Regions from separate parts of the Hordeum vulgare genome. Here region 2 is linked to region 1. Evidence: chromatin contacts called from public HiChIP or PLAC-seq data. All regions are on one chromosome and are shown on one strand. The core of a region is the stretch at or near the end of the contact, and the rest is flanking DNA. Distances in the headings are between cores, read along the strand shown. Region 1 holds the start of LOC123444670 (transcription factor GAMYB). Region 2 holds the start of LOC123440396 (NDR1/HIN1-like protein 13).

Evidence for each region. HiChIP or PLAC-seq counts read pairs in DNA pulled down with a chosen protein or histone mark.
Region 2: a contact with region 1 is called in an H3K4me3 HiChIP or PLAC-seq map of embryo, with 9 times the contacts expected there. The contact joins the promoter of LOC123440396 here to the promoter of LOC123444670 in region 1. A contact is called at or near these places in 1 of 6 Hi-C or Micro-C datasets (seedling) and 1 of 1 datasets of contacts at active chromatin or transcription factors (embryo).

What each region holds. Positions count from the first base shown.
Region 1 is chr3H:522,320,433-522,324,561 of MorexV3_pseudomolecules_assembly, forward strand. LOC123444670 (transcription factor GAMYB) reads left to right here and starts at 2,370. Exons shown (of 4, transcript XM_045121462.1): 1 at 2,370-2,647; 2 at 3,223-3,615. The coding sequence starts at 3,241.
Region 2 is chr3H:522,824,452-522,828,093 of MorexV3_pseudomolecules_assembly, forward strand. LOC123440396 (NDR1/HIN1-like protein 13) reads left to right here and starts at 2,098. Exons shown (of 2, transcript XM_045116967.1): 1 at 2,098-2,194; 2 at 2,388-3,459. The coding sequence starts at 2,427. The coding sequence ends at 3,305.

The DNA.
Region 1 (4,129 bases), core at 1,120-3,619:
GCACGGGATCTACGGCGGGGGGCGACGCGGGGCTACTTTTGACTTCTATCCTTTATATGGGCGATATTTTCACTTTCCATCCTGTGGACCAACTAGAGATGCATACAACCATTTTAGTATGAGTACCCAGATAAACATGGTTTTTAGAATTTTTTAAAATGAGTATCAAGATATTTTGTGATGAGTGGTTGCATCACACATTAAATTTGATTCTCAATAAATAAGAAAAAACTTCTATGCATCATCTCTCAATTCTAGAAATTAAATTCGGGTCGTTAGAGCATCTCTAACAGCTGCCCTATATAGTGCAGTGTTGCAAAAAACCTGTCATATAGGGCAAAAAACGGTCTCCAACAGCTGCCCTATCTTGGGCATTTGGCCAAAAAAATTTAGGGCAGTGATCTATACTTTGCCCAAGTGTTGTAAATATGGGGCAGCTAGCCAACTCCCCATATTTTTTAGCCACGCGAGCGCGCGTCCAGCTATCACCGGAAGCTTCCCGCCCCGCCGCGCACCAATAAATCCTCACCCCAGCCGCGCGCTGCCGCACCAAATTCACCGCCGCCCGTCCACCTCCCGCCGCGCCAACCACCCGCCGCCGTTCCCCTCCCCCCAATCGCCGCCCCTGCCCCCAATCGCCCCCCGCCGCCGCCGTTCCCCCTTTTCCGCCATGGCACCGCGCCGCCGCCCGAGCTCCGGCTTCTTTGGCGTGCGGGAGCGCCCCTCCGGCCGATTCGCGGCGGAGATCACCGCTGACAGAGTTCCGTGGTGGATAGGGACATTCGACTCCGCCGAGCTCGCCGCACGCGCGTACGACGCGGCGGCGATACGATTCGGCCGACCGCGGCGGGACCTCAACTTTCCCGACACCGAACGCGAATACGCGCTGTGGCTAGCGCCGCCGATGCACTTCGTCGACGTGATGTTAGAGATGCTCTTAAGTCATTCAACCCCATGTTCAACCAGTGAACCAAAGCTCTATTTACTTTAATTGCACCGCATGCATGCATAGCTTGATTCTTGACTTGTCGTCCACTGAGAACTGCATATTCTTGTTCACAGGCCAGTTAATTAATCATACTCGGATCACGGCAGTACGCCGGTATAATTTAACAATTAATTCGCGATGGTGACTTGTCCACTTTAAATTTCTTTAACGTTCTGTACCATGATCGCGCAGGACAATAGGGACAAACTGCTGGAATATGCTTGCAGGTTTAGAGAGAGAAAGTGGGGATTAGAAAATTGGATTAGATTACTCACAGGCAAAGAGCTGGAAGGAGGGAGGGTAAAAGAGCTAGAGCTGACAAATAAGACGAAAGCGGTGGCGGAATCGGATCCCATACATAAACAGTAAGCGGGAGATGCACGGAGATACCCAAGATGGCAATGCATCTCTAGCTTTTACTAAGTTTTAACCCAAGTTGGGCCTAGTTTTTGTGTCTAGTTACATCCATGTACTACCTTGTCTCTACCACCGGCCGCGTCTCTTTCTTGCAAACCAACCACAGAACACCCGGTAACAAATGGCCTTCTTCTCATCCACTGTTCTCTCGACGTATACTTACTTACTACAGAAAACAAAGACTGCGTAGGTAGGCGCTATTGACGTCGCATGCAAAGTGGTAGTGGTCTCCTTCGACAATTACGCTAAGAAAACATATTTGTTGAGTGCATAAATACTTTAGAAAAATGTCTTTTCTGAGAGATTACACTACGAATTTTGTGAGTGGATGTTCGGAAATGGCTTTTCGCGAGACTATGCTTCGTGTATGTTCGAAATGATTTTACTGACATAAAAAACGGAAAAGAAAATTGACATGCATTTCTTCGTGCCCTTATTTTGGATGTATGTAATATCCATGGAGAGAACATGCGGCACGTACTAAAATCAAATTTTGTTTGTTTTTTCACATCACAACATAAGTCGTTTATTCGTCTAACTTCACACGCAAAAAATGGACACACATAGATATGTTGTAAGAAAATTAAGTTTTTTTTTTACCATTTTACTGTTTATCCGGGAGTCACAACTTTATACTCCACCTCTTTTGTAAGATCTATACGTGAAAATTAAGTTTGTATTAGTGCCCAATATTTACTTCATTTAGTGGTTTATCTCACCTGTTTTTTAGATACTCAAGTATCAGATATACTCCTACTGCACTAGTAGATAATAAATGAATGTGAAGAGATAAAAGATTGCAGTCATGCAATTGAAGCGAGATGAGCCGAAAATACAGGGCCTCTCTCTCTCTCTAGCCTGAGAGAGAGAGAGAGAGAGAGAGAGAGAGAAAATAGGCGGCCATGCGGGCGTGCCCAATAGCGTTGCTCCCTGTACCTTTCAGCTTTATAATCCCCCACAAATCTCCCCACTCCCGCAGGCACCCTCCCCCTCCCTCTCCCTCCTCCCTCAAAACTCTCTCTCCCTCCCTGAAAATTCTCCGCATACTGGTGCCCAAGTGGTGCCGGCATCCCGCTGAGGGCAGAGAGAGAGAGAGAGAAAGAGATCCTCCTCCCCTGTCCCCACTCCCCTGACCCGCCGCCGAGCCGGGACGAGGAGGAGGAGGAGCTGCAGCTCAGCTCCGCCCCAGCTCAGCCCCCGGAGCCCGAGCTGATCGACCCGCCGGCAGCGAGATTCGGCCAGGTAGCCCCCCTCTCCCCGCAGAATTCCGGGTTCCTTTCGGGTGGGCGCGGGGATGCTGATCCGTGTCTGCTCGGGTGCTGGAATTGCGTGCTTGGCCTTTTTTCTTTCTTCGGCCCCGTGGGAATTTTCCATTCTGGGGGCACGAGGAGTGGTGTTTACGCCTTTTTGTCCGCTTGTCTAGTGGTTTGATCTGTCGATTGCGAGGACACCCTTTCCTCTTTTTCCCACCTAAATCCTTGGCTAAAACTGCTGTGCTTGAGCTCAAACATGTTCAATTCAATTCTTAACCGGGTATTAAATGCCCCTGCCCTGCTGAATTTGGGAAGGAAGTGATTCCAGTCTGGTGGCTTCTCCTGGTTCTTGAGTTGCCGCGTAATAAATACATGCTTTGTTCTCGTGATTTTCTAAACAAGTTTGATCGGCTTCTGGTGCTGTTTGATTGCATAATTCCAACAGTCCTGTGTGATTCGAGCAGTGGTAGAACTCGATTTTCTCCACAAAAAAGGTACTAGTTGTGGTCAATTCGTAATCTAACAAAAAATTCTTTCTTTTTCTTTGTTTCTGGGGTAATTCAGGGCACGATCGACGGAGAGATGTACCGGGTGAAGAGCGAGAGCGACTGCGAGATGATGCACCAGGAGGACCAGATGGACTCGCCGGTGGGCGACGACGGCAGCAGCGGCGGAGGGTCGCCTCACAGGGGCGGCGGGCCGCCTCTGAAGAAGGGGCCCTGGACGTCCGCGGAGGACGCCATCCTGGTGGACTACGTGAAGAAGCACGGCGAGGGGAACTGGAACGCGGTGCAGAAGAACACCGGGCTGTTCCGGTGCGGCAAGAGCTGCCGCCTCCGGTGGGCGAACCACCTCAGGCCCAACCTCAAGAAGGGGGCCTTCACCCCCGAGGAGGAGAGGCTCATCATCCAGCTCCACTCCAAGATGGGCAACAAGTGGGCTCGGATGGCCGCTCATGTAAGTGCGATGCCACGCTGATTCACTGCTTTACTCCATGTACTAGTACTAGATGTTTACCAGTAGCAAGTCATGCTCTTTGTGTGCTGTTCTTGAGCCTTGCATGATTTCCTCTTACGTCATGGTCACATGGGGTTGAAAGCTACCGATTTCTATAGATTTATTATTGTCCTGAAGACTCTCTATTTTTTTTTTATGTAGTAGAGTACATAGTAATGAATTGTTCTGTTTGATTTATACTGTATGTTGGAACTGTGTTAATATTTGTTCCACTTCCTGTTGCTTACTGTTGTTGTTGTTGTTCTGGACGAAAGATTAACTTAGATGATTATCTACTAGTGCTTTTCAGAAAGTAATAATCAAACTAAAGCTTTAAGCTGGCACATAGTACTGTGTTCAGCTCTGCTATTCTTGTTACTGAAAGCTAGTTGGCCTGACTTCTAAAAGGTTAAAAATTGACGGCTACATATGTATGCCTTAAATAGGTAGTCCATTTTTGACCTTGACTGCCATC
Region 2 (3,642 bases), core at 848-3,347, 500 kb after region 1:
CCGGTTGTCGGTCCACCAGGTCCGCGCAGTCCCTTGGTGCTACATGCAGGTGCTTAGTTCGCCTCTAGCCGCTCGGGTCTGACCCGTCGCCGGTTCGCTGGTAAGGCGACGACCGGCAGCCGCCCTCGCTCGACGTTAGCCCAAAAGCTTGTCGGTTCATCTTTCCCGTTCATAGTGTGACGACTGCTCGCTGCAAGTTGTCCAACACGTTTCTTGGATGACGGAACATCCCGGTTGGGTGTCCGTGAAGTGCAAAAACGATGGGGTACGATTTTTGTTCGGCCATTTGCTCTTTGCTTGATGCGATTTCGGTAGCTTATATTTGCTTAATATTGTGTGTAGGATGGATGCAATTTTTGGTATCGGGAAGAAAATACATTGATCTATTGATCTCACAAAAATTGCTAGATGTCCGTGCACTTTTATCTAGAATTGAAGGTATAGATAAGACTAAAAGAAGACCAAAGGGGAAGCAACGTCTAATTCCTTACAATCGAAGAAAAAAGACGTTGTGTTCAAGAATCCACGTATCAACAACGAAGACATAGAGAAGATCTTAGTCCTAATCCAACTAGTAGGAGCAGTTAAAAAAGTTGGACATCTTTTAAAATATCTAATTGCGTTTCTTGTTTTTTAGACATTATATTCGTAGCGAAGAATTGGTAAAAATGTATGTTGCATTTGATATAAAAATAATATTCAAATTCGATTCAAAATGGATGCTTACCGACTAAGCGGACGAAAATGGATCAACGTGTTCGACGTTTGATCGATCCAAATTTTAAATAGGACGAGCGTTGAGTGGACGGTTGATCCAAACGGACAAAAAACGAACAAAAACGCTGTTTATTTGGGTCGGTAATATGGAGTTGCTCTGGCGATCCATGCCAAAAGTTAATTAGATAATTAGTAATTAAAAATAGAAAACTGAAGTTAATTACAAAGAAGGACTCGTCAGTTAATATAGACTAGTACAGTAGTATATTAAGTTACTCCCCCACTATTTTGACCAGCCTAAACAAAAATCGATCTCTCGTAGGCTACTAGGCTTGGGACAAGAGCAAACTGGTTTCGTCTCTCAATTAGCAGCAGTGGAGTAGTACCACGCACGACTATGAGGAAGACGCGGCGCGGCCTCGCCGGCAGCGCGATCGAGCGTGGGCACGCATCACTCGGTCATGGACCATCATGGTACGAGCCTTCCTGACCACGATACTCTATTGATCTATCCACTGACTGCGTAAATATTGGATTATGCACTACACCAGTAGCACTATTAATTAATTTTCGGCTCCAAGAGCTTGTAGCTGACGTGACGTTTTGGACCAAGCTGCTGCTAATTCACGTGGGTCGCGTTGCCTACCTGTGTGCGTGCCCTCCCGCGCCGCCTCTGCTGGTTCTCGCCGCCTGCCCCACCCGTGTGCAGTGCACGACTGCACCCAGCCGCGTGCCATGAGCTAGCTGTCAATTGCGAAACAGCTGCCGCCGCTCCGAAAGCCCGCCTGCCTTTTTTTTCAAACACATCCAATACATCACCTTAAGATTCATGAAGTTATATCCGGTGTACAGTCCGGAAAGACGGATGCAAATATCAAGTTTAAAAATTGAACAAGATGATTTTGAGCACAAACATCCAAGCTAGGCTCAGTTCTCGCCGCCGGCCTGCTCTGGTCACCATGAAATGCATACAACACACGACGCGTTGGCACAGCGAAGCGAAATGTGTGTGCATGTTGTGACGATACTCCATGCCTTGCCATGCATGCGGTGCGTGTCCCCTCTGGGTCCGGGTTCACCATGCGATGCGTGTCCCCTCGAACTACCCCTATTCACCGGACGCCGATGGACCCAGCTGTCTGTTTGCGTTTGCCAGCATGCCTTGCCATGCATGCGGTGAGTCCAGTATGGATTCCACACCTTTGTTCCCACGTCAATCAAAACCTTCCATAAACCCGCAGCCGCGACCGCCACGCGGTTTCCAGTCCAGTCCAGTCCGCCGCCCCCCTCCTTCGACAGCAAGCAGCCGGCCTTCACAAACCCGCCGGCCGCGCTCTATATAACCGCCTTCGCCACCGACCCTCCTCGTCTCTCTCTCTCTCTCTCTCTCTCCCGTCATTACCTCCCAGCACGTTTCCTCCTCCTTCCTCCGCAACAAGGGAGAAACAACGCCGGCGACCACAGGCAGCCATACAAGGTGCGTCGCCGTCATCCCGATCTCCGGCCCGGTCCGCCGCGGTTGTGGTTCTTGGCCTGATTTTGTTCGCACTTTTGATACGTTTGTCGATTATTGTGAATGTGGCGATCGATGCATGCCTTACCAGTTTGGAATGTGCCAAAGCACATCAACAGAAACTGACAGTGTCGCGCCAACGATGCTGATGTTGCAGATTGATTCGCACGCGCGCCGTGAGGAGCAGGAGCGGCCGATGATGAACGACGGCCGCGTCCACCCGGCGGCCACCAGCTCCGACTTCTCCGGCGAGTACGCATACTCCTCCTCCGACCCCTCCTCCAGCCCGCTCTACAGCTTCCACTTCGAGAAGCCCATCCCGCCGCCGCCGCCCCAAAAGCCGCCGCCGCCGCAGCCCGGCACGTACGTGGTGCAGGTGCCCAAGGACAAGGTCTTCCGCGTGCCGCCGCCGGAGAACGCGCGCCTCTTCCAGCACTACACCCGCCGCGCCAAGCGCCGCGCCGGCTGCTCCTGCCTCCGCGCGTGCCTCTACCTCGCCGTCGCACTCCTCTCCCTCGCCGTCCTCCTCGCCGCCGCCGTCGGGGCCGTGTACCTCGCGTTCAAGCCCAGGCAGCCGGCGTACTCGGTCGTGTCCCTCGCCGTGTCGGGCCTCGCCGGCGTCGGCAACGCCTCGGCCCCCGGCGCGATCTCGCCGGGGTTCGCCGCGACCGTCCGCGCCGACAACAGCGCCAACGGCAAGGTCGGCGTGCACTACGAGAGCGCCGGGAGCCGCGTCGCCGTGTCGTACGAGGGCGTGAGCCTGGCGGACGGCGCGTGGCCGGCCTTCTACCAGGCGCCCGGGAACGTGACGGTGTTCGTGGCGAGGGCCAAGGGCGCCGGGATACGGTTCTCGGAGCGCGAGCGCGGGCAGATGGCCGCGGCGGAGCGGCTCAAGTCGGTGCCGTTCGACGTGGACATCACCGTGCCCGTGCGGCTGCAGCTCGGCGGCGTGAGGACGTGGGCCCTGCCGGTGACGGTGCGGTGCGCCATGGCGGTGGACAGGCTCGCCGCCAGCGCCAAGGTGGTGTCCAGGTCGTGCGACGTGAAGGTGCCCTTCCTGTTCTGGAGGAACTGACGCCGAAGCAAGAAAAAAATGGTTACTGGCCGATTAGGAGAGCAGTTCTTGCGGGTAGCAGCAAAGGATTCGTGCTGCTTCCGTGATGTTTTTAACTCCTCTTCAATTTGTAATGTTGGTTTGATCGAGCAATGTTAATTCTTTTGTCCGTCGAGAGCATGTTCTGCCGCAAAATTGTGCTGCAGTTAAGATGTTCAACCTCTCTTCTCAAGAAAGACTGAAAGAAAATGGTGTTGGTGCGCTGGTTCCTGTTGTGTTAACAGTCTGAAGAGCTGCTCACAGAAAACAGAAACCTGGTACGTATAGGTTTGGTCATATGGTTTTCAGTAGAAACTAT